Regions from separate parts of the Gossypium hirsutum genome. Here region 1 is linked to region 2. The links are chromatin contacts, called in public Hi-C maps. All regions are on one chromosome and are shown on one strand. Each heading gives the region's core, a stretch centred on a gene start, on an enhancer-like site or on the middle of the called end of the contact. The rest is flanking DNA. Distances are from core to core; before and after follow the strand shown.

The links. Hi-C and Micro-C count contacts between places; a contact is called where the count stands out from the background.
Region 1: a Hi-C map of leaf shows a contact between it and region 2, with 2.0 times the contacts expected there. The contact joins the enhancer-like site here to the promoter of LOC107913402 in region 2. A contact is called at or near these places in 8 of 34 Hi-C or Micro-C datasets (callus, leaf, petal and 1 more).

What each region holds. Positions count from the first base shown.
Region 1 is chrD11:32,482,975-32,487,596 of Gossypium_hirsutum_v2.1, reverse strand. No RefSeq gene overlaps it. Among protein-coding and RNA genes, the nearest start is that of LOC121223835, 57 kb to the right of the region's middle. Within about 2 kb of position 2,201, at least 5 of the 9 cell types and tissues checked have an H3K27ac peak or open chromatin away from gene starts, as enhancers often do. A contact at or near this core is called in leaf, where this site is marked.
Region 2 is chrD11:32,374,747-32,379,218 of Gossypium_hirsutum_v2.1, reverse strand. LOC107913402 (zinc-finger homeodomain protein 2) reads left to right here and starts at 2,696. Exons shown (of 2, transcript XM_016841974.2): 1 at 2,696-3,782; 2 at 4,085-4,340. The coding sequence starts at 3,077. The coding sequence ends at 4,143.

The DNA of each region.
Region 1 (4,622 bases), core at 952-3,451, 110 kb before region 2:
CAAGCAATGAGTTATTTGGTCCAGGGGTCCAAGAAGGGATACACCAAGTTGTGGTTAAGGAATTTTGGTAATTGGAGGAGTCAGAGTAGTTTAAGGAATGGTTATGTTAGTGTGGCAGGAGTGATAGGGTTGGAAACTAGGGGATCCCTCAGAGCTTTCATCAACTACTTCAAGGTGGGGAGAAGGACACTTGCATATTATAAAGAGGTTCATGTGAGGGTAAAATGAGGATGAGTTTTGGTATAATTCAAACTAGTGGGGGTTCTTGAGGCAAGCAAGATAGGGGTGATAGGTGGAGTGGAGGAGTTGATCTAGTTGGTTGGGTAAGCAGGGGTGCCACTTTGGGGTTGTGAAGCTATGACGTCCATGCTCATCGCACCAATTGTTGATATTGTGATACAAAAAGGAAGAGATATGAAGGAAAGAGTAGTGGTTGTTGTGAAGGTTGGTTCACCCCAACGGGACGAAAAGTCGAAAGTTATAAAGAGTGGAAGTAAGGAGAGTGCTAAAGCTAAGAGTAAGTTAACAACATACAGGCTTGGTATCCTTGGAGAGTTGATGCCTTCTTCATCTATCCTGGAGGTATTTGTAGGCGAGGATCTCATGGAAGATGATATTAAGATGTTGGACTTGTCATCTAGCCATCATTATGGAACGCGTGGGGCAGGTGTCTTTGATAGGATGAGGATGTTTGTGATGACCAAATCATGTCATTCGTTTTGACTTGATAGTATAGGGTAGTTGAGCGTACATGATGTTTGGTGACTAGCAACTTCATGTTCTAGATAAAAGCTTGAGTAGCCAAATGTCGAATGGCTAACGCGTATTTGAATGGTCATTCCGAGTGAAAAGCTTAAGGGTGTCCTCCTTATTTGCCACGTATCCTCATGCGGATTGGGGTATAACAAACATGAATTATTAAAGTGATGAAATATACAAGTGAGCTAGCAATTGTTTGCTCGCTCTATGGTTTGATAATCTGTTAGTATAAATTTATAAAGAGATGAAATTATGAATGATAGTTTTATAAATTCAAACAATGATATCACTATCAGTTAAATCCAGCCTAAGTTGCAGGAAAGATTAAAAATAAAAAAGGAAAAAGGTTTCCTTTAGCCCTGCAGGCTGTACCAAATGTCAACCAAGGCAATGGTGATGCGGCTTACCGTGTCAATTGGCAGGCACAACCCAAGGCAACTATGACTAGCTTTGCACCAGTCATTGATTCATTCTTCAAAGCTTTTCACCTAAATTTGAACATGGAATAATATTATGTTACATAAACACTGATAAAGCATATGTAATTTGAATGATATTCAATTACAGAACCAAATGAGATGATTTTTTCTGTCTTTCTTTGTAACTGTTTGTTCATATTATGTTGGGTGTCAAATGGTGGTGTCACAAGAAGCAAAGCTGAAGGCCATTGTCGTTTTTTTTCTTTTGGTATAAAAGAAAAAGAAAGGCAGGTGACAGAGGCAAAGAACATGGAAAATGGAAATCAAGGGTTGTCCCACTCTTTTGTCTTGTGCCGTCACAATCCATGCTCCTTTTCCCCGCAATTCCCTCTTTCCCCAACTCTCCCTCTGTGAGAAAGAAAAAAACATTTCTTTATTATTTCTATTTTTCGTTGAAATCTAGCTTCCCGTCCCGTTCATACAGATTAAGAGTACAGTGTATAATTTTTGCAGTAGCTTTTATATTACAGAGTTTTGTTTTACCTTTTTGGGTTTTGGTGAATTTGGTTGGCCTTAGACAGAGAAACAGAGATGGAGAGAGGGGAAACGTGTGGGAGCAGGAAAATGGGATATGTCAAACTGCTCTAAAGGAGAAGACTAATATATATATATATATAAACCATGAAAATCTGCCTCTATTTGTGACTGTATTGGCTTAGCGGTTTTCCTCCAGCTGACATTATTGTATAATATATGTTGCGTATATTTCCAAGATTTTCTTTTATTGGATAGAACAAGTGTTTGTCGTTGGCTTTTTTATTTGTATTGTTTTCTTTTATTTTCTGGAATTGTACAGTCTTTGTCTCTGCATTGTGAGGATGTTCCCTCAGACGTCTTTCCTTGCCCTTGTTGGCTGTTTTTGGGGATCACATGGAAAATCTCCCCATCCCAATCTTTTCTAGTTTGTCAATAGCGTTTTTATTATTTATCAAATAAAATCATTTTATAAAGAGGAAGAGAGGACCAAGGACCCGTATAAAAGAGAGGCCAACAAAGCCACAAACACCGTACTTAATAAGTGGGGCCGATTTAAAGCTTGCGAAGTCAAATTTCTTGCGGCGTTTTCTGCATTAATTGTATAATTCTGAGGGTATATCTGATTAACAAAACGGTTTTGAATGAAGATGATCAGATTCTCATAAAACCATTAACCATTGGCGTTTTAACTTTCTGGAACCAATGTTGCAGACACAGGAGTTAAGTTAATTACCCTCTAAAAATCACCAAGTTCCAGCCTTTGACTTACTATTTAATCCCTACTTCCGAGGTTGCTATCCATTACTACTGGACTGGTCTAGCTTTAAAGAGAGTACTGTTAAAAGAGAATAATCAACATTATTATCACTTCATTTTTTTTAAAACTTGGAGAAGAAATTCAGTTGACAGCCTAAATTTATGTTGACTATGAACTGAATGCTTATATTTTCTTCGTTCTAAAACTTGTTGGTATACCATTATAAGGAAGCAAATGCATGCATGTTGAATCAATTTTATATTTTTAAAATAAAATTTTGGATTGAAATATTATGAATAAGAAAAAAAGGTTTTACTTCTTAACTAGAGATTAGACCTTAACCTATTTTAGATTTAATAAAAACTCATTATTATAGAATATCAAAAAATTTAAGAAGGAAAAGACATAAGAAAGTACAAGGAGGGGCATTAAGAGATAAAGAGACAGGTGAGGTCAAGTCTTAAAATTCCGTTTCCCAACTATTAGTTGTAGCATAAAATTTTGGGATGGTATTATGTATGAAACGACAACCGACAGTTAATGGATTATCCTTAATGTGGCCTCCCTTTCCCCTCTGCTCAATTTCTCCATTCCAAATTGCTGCAAAAATAAATTTTGATGTTAAAAAAGTTAATTTTAGTATTTTTTTTATGTATTATTACGAAAGTTGTGGTTTTTTTTTTGTGCATTTTGGTCTTACTAAATTTAGTCTATTGGTTAATTTTACTTTTTATATTTTTGAAATTTCAATTTTGATCTAAATAGTAATAGTTAAATTTATTTAATTAAATTTAATTACTAGTTATGAACTATGCTTACATTTATAGATTTAATTCATATCCTCAAGTTAGATCATTCTAAGTACCTATGCTTTTCAAATTTTGAAATTTCAATTTTGAAGCAAATGATATTCGTTAATCAATTAACTGAAGTTTTAGTAAGTAAAATATAAAAATAACAAGCTGGTATAACATTTCACATATGATCATTTGTTTGTCGTATCAGATTTTGAATATAATAGACCTGAACAAATTTAACAGTTATTATTTAATAAGGATTGAAATTTTAAAATTTAAAAAATACAATTACTAAAAACAACCAAATTAAAGTTCAAGGATTAAATCCATAATCCATAACTTTTATAAAATACGGAGCTAATAGCATAATTTAGCATAAAAAATTTGATATTGAGATCTCGATTTTTACATAAATATAATAGATTTTAAAAAATAGAAATAATGGATATTTCCTTTTTTTTTAATTTAATCAACATTTTTATTATGTGATTACTTTCATATTTAAAAGTTATTGTAATATGGTTTTCATGTACTTTTAGTATTTAGAATAGTTTTTATTGCATTTTATAGTTTTCATATTAATTATATCTTATATGAATTCTATTCAATTTTAAATTTTTTAGAGTTAATTCAGACTTATTTGTTATTTTATTTTTCCTATTGTAGGTATAAGATGAAGAATGAAAAACTTAGGGCATATAACAAAATGTGGTGAAGAGAAGTCTTTCACTTTATCGGATTTAATTCAATACGGTGGAGTATATTCTTCAAGTCAGATAATTTGGAAGCAAGCAATTTGCTTCACTGCAAGTTCTGCTTGTGGAGAAGTGGCACATGAAGAAACCCTAAAAACAAGGGCAGTGAAATAAATAAATAATAAAAAAGAGGAAAAGAGTAGGAAATCACTTTGAGGCTAAAAGAAAGACTCTATCACACAAACACAAGTAGAAAAAGAGATCTAAAGAGCTTGGCATCAATTCTTTAACTATCTTTTTCTCTAGATTATTTTCTTTTTACTTTTTATTAATGCAAGTTGTGATTTTTTTTTGTGTTGTTTTCTCAACTCATTATGAATTAAACTCTATTTTCTTGGAACAATGATGAATCATATTTCTTAGTTAATTAATCTATTTTCTCTTCAATTGCTTCGATCCTCGTTAGTTAGTTATTCAATTTTGTGTTTTTCTTAATTTGCTTGCATAATTACCAAGTTGTATTAATTTGATAATCTTGATTTGTCTATGATAGCAAAATAAATTCGTAATTTTAATATATTTATTTTTGGCTAATTATCGAATAAAATTCTATTAAATTTGGAATTTTCTTATCAAGAATGAAGTTGGTGTGCTGAAT
Region 2 (4,472 bases), core at 1,447-3,946:
TCTTATCTATTTCAACTCAAGCTTTTACTTACATCAAACTATACGAGTCATGCATACATAGTTCACCATCAGGATTTAGGTATGTCACACTATGAATTTCACAAGTGGATAAATCCATAAACAAATCTAAGATCTATTCTACTTAGGTCATATCTGATGTATCGTTAATTTAGTCAGTCACATCTATGTTTCTATCTTTTGAGAGTCATCCGCTCCAATGCTCAAAGACAAAGCATCTCCCCAATTGGACTTGATAGACAACATATTAGTCTTTCAATTAGTTTGCTCATTTCTAATTATACTAAAGACATGTTTAGGTTCATCTACTAATACAAGTTGTCTTTCCGTATTACTATCCGACCACATAATATCACTTAGTATTAGTTAAATGTTAGATACCTAACGAGTTAATATTTGCTTTCATTTTTCTTTGCATGCAAAAATATTGAGGACACTGTATAAAGGGTATTAACATAATTAATAGATATTTTATTAGACCAATTGTTTGAAAAATACAAGTAGCTTAGACGAAATACCACACTAAGGGCATTAGATCCCCAAAAGTATTATCCTTCCATCACCACGCCTTCATCGAAAGTTTGAAACCCATCAACCAATTAACTCGATCATCATCATCACTCCAAAATCGACCCTCACAAACCTATTCAAGACCTGCGGATTCATCAACTAAACCAATAATAAAATATCAAAGTTTCAAATTGAAAGAAACAGAAAATCAAAGCAAAGAGTAGTGAAAAGTCAAGATTTCGGGTTCCATATCTTGAAGGGTTCGAGGTTTGATCTAAACAATCTAAATGGTGAGGAAGCGATCATTAACGAGGAGAAGTTCATACTCTGAAATGGTGTAGGTTCAACAATGGACGATGCAGATCGAGATTGTGGACTTCAAAACATTACAAGTAAATTCTTTAAAAAAATTGTTATAATAAAATGCATATATATATGGACATTGTCTTAAAATGTGATAATTATTATTTTTTAAATATTTATGTTAGAATCAAATTTTAAAATATATAATATTATAGATAATATATAAATAAATATTTAAGTTAAATTAAAGAGAAAATTTATTTAATTAGTTTTTATTTAAATTTTGATTACCTAATTAAAATTATAACTTAGTATTTATTATTATCACACCTTATTATTTAAAATATTGATGGGCGTATGTAAATATTTATGGAAAATGCTAAAAAAATACTTGGATGTAAATATTTAACTTGAACAAGTCCTAGAGTTATTTTTCCTAACATTAATTCTATCAAAAAATTTTAAAAATTAAAAAAATAAAAATAAAAGCACTTACGTATTTTTATACTTAAAAGGTTTTTGCTTATTAATGTCTAAGTACATTTACTAAGATTCGAACCACTTTTAGTAAAAATATTAATATAATCTCTAATAATCTTTTCATAAATTTAATTCGATAAAATCGATAAATTAACAACTTAAATTTATATTTATTTAAATTTTAAATTTATGTTTAATTAAGAAAATATGTATTTTTAAACATAAAATTAACTTAAAAACTAAGTATGGGTAATATTTAATTATTAAAATAAAAACTAACCTAGATAATATAAAAGCTATATTAAATAAATAGAAATTTATTTAAGTTAAATTAATGGATGATTAACTATAAATCATTTAATTGAAATTTAAAAACATAGATATTATCTTTAAAGATATAGAAATTAAATAAAAATGAAAATGTTGAAATAGGATAAATTAACTATAAATCAATGTTTAACAAGTGGAACATTTTCAATTTTTTATTTAATTTCTATATCTTTTAAAGATAATATCTATATTTTTAAATATATATATGACATTAATTTTGGGTGGAATTGGAAGGGGAATCATTAATTATTAATGTCAAACAGCTTGTGGCCTCTTGATTTTTATCCCGAATTCTCAATATATATGTACACATTAGGCTATTTTGAACCAATAGAAAAGCAGTAGATTTCTTATGATTTTATATTCAAATTAAATTCTGGACCGAAAATTTTCTAATCGGCTTTTTACTAACACTATTTCTATTTGAAATTTTGTGGAAAGAAAAAGCAATAGTCAGAAAAAGAACATCTCCCCCAATCACCCTATTGTGTGCATGCCATGCCTGCATGGTTTGGGTTTGGCAAAGACACTTGACCTCGAAACACAAACCGCCGCACTAATGAGTTACTAGCACGTTCCTTGCACGCGAATCAGAGGAGAGTATTAATAACCATATTTAAGCTCCTACTATTGCCCTCTCTGTCCTTAATTTTCTCTCTCTCTTACAGAACCTAGCGGGAAAATTAATTACATGTTGACGCCAACACCGCGTCACCACTTATGTCGGAAACTTTGGCACACACGTAAGACGTCGTGCCCAAGCTTCGCTTTTAATACCGACAATTTATTGCTTCCCCAAGTAATTCCGTGTCCCCCATCTTCTGCAACCCCCGTACTATCTCTTTACGCGCCGCCTCACGCGCCACCTGACCTCACTTTCATGTCCCACCTTTCCGTAACGAGATTACGCGAGAGTACAACACCATCTGAAAGGGTCCCATTCCAATCCAAAATAAATAACGTAAGTTTCAGTGTTGAGAGAAGAGCGTGGTTGGCGCGTGAAGCGTTGGATTCCTTTATTTTGTCCGCTTTGCAGACTGTACCCAACAGTGGACAAACCCCAGCCCTGCTATCTTCACTGTACCCTCTCTAATTCTTATAAACCAGCCCAATGTATTTTACAGTTCAGTAAAAAAAAAACAAAAAACAAATCAACACATAAATAAATGAGATGAGGAGTTAACAGATATTTGTTTTGGAACGGGAGAGTGATCAAGAAGGATCCTTGGTAAAAAAAAAAAGAAAAGAAAAGAGAGAAGAAAACTGCTTCTTTTGCAGATAAAAAGACAGGTTCAAGGGGAAAAAAAAATTATGGTCACACTGTCTTGCTCCTCTTATCTTTTTTTTCGTCTCTATTAGTGAAGAAAAGGGCGCTTTTTCTTTTTATAAAAATCTCTTTTTTGCGGGGGGTAAATTTTTGTCTTTGGTGGGAGAAATGGAGTTTGAGGATCAAGAGGAGCAAGAAGAAGAGATGGGTTTGGCACCGAGTTATGACCCGCTTGCAAACTCATCTCGAGTCAAAATGTCAGGTGTCGAACCGGGTTCGATAACTCCAACGGGTCAGCAGCAGCAACAGCAGCAGAGGAAACCAAGGTATAGAGAGTGCTTGAAGAACCACGCGGTGGGAATCGGCGGTCACGCCGTCGACGGTTGCGGTGAGTTCATGCCAGCTGGAACCGAAGGTACCCTCGATGCTCTCAAATGCGCAGCTTGTAACTGCCACCGGAACTTCCACCGTAAGGAAACGGAGCTGGGTTCCCCACACTCCGTCCCCATGACGGACCTCTACTTCCACCACCCCCACCACCAACCACCGCAATTCACTCCTTACTTTAGACCCCCAACGGGGTGCCTCCACATGGCTGGACAGCAAAGGCCGTTAGCCCTACCATCGATATCAGGAGGCGTCGGAGGACACAGCAGGGAAGATCAAGATGATGTTTCGAATCAAGGGAGTTCGAGGAAGAGGTTTCGAACAAAGTTCACGCAGGAACAAAAGGAGAAGATGTTGGCTTTGGCTGAGAGGTTAGGGTGGCGGATTCAGAAACAAGATGAAGCGATTGTTCAACAGTTCTGCAACGAAACTGGGGTCAAAAGGCATGTCTTCAAAGTTTGGATGCATAATAACAAGAACACTCTTGGTAAGAAACCCTAGAAACACCTTCTTCACGGTTTAGAGTGAGTGGAAAACAAAAATGAGAAAAGAAAAACTTGGGGGGATTTTAGTTAGATTTTTTAGGGTTACTTTGGGGGTGGGGGCGGGTTAACATTTGGTACTTTTGTAGTTATTATGATGTTGAAGGGTAGGTTACTAATATTAATATTGTTACATAATGTTAATGGCTACTTAATTTTAGCTCTAATGAGATGAAGATTTTTTAGTTCTAATATCTTTGATTTTGTTGCATATCAAAGCTCTATTTTAATGTGAAAATGGGTTTAGATAATGGTGCATTGAGGCAAAGTGGAGACATGCAATGCAATACAATGCAAGAGGCGTGAACATGGAAGAGCTTTAACAGGTTTATGAGCATGGGGATGGATTATGAGCTTCTCACGAGTAAGATCTTCTTTGTGTAATTAACCGAGATAAGAAGCAAGGAATTGGATTAACCATGATTTTCCTTGTATGATATATTGAACATATCCTTTGTACGTGAGTTTATCTGCAATTTCAGAGTTAATGGTCCTTTGCATGAGATCTTTTGCTTCTAATCAAACTTTTTTGTTTAGGGAAATCTTCATGCCGCGCTAACATTGATATATGTGCTTGGGAAAAAGTGAGAGGAAGGAAGGGGAAATGAGGGGGTTTGAGCTTGAGTTTGAAACAT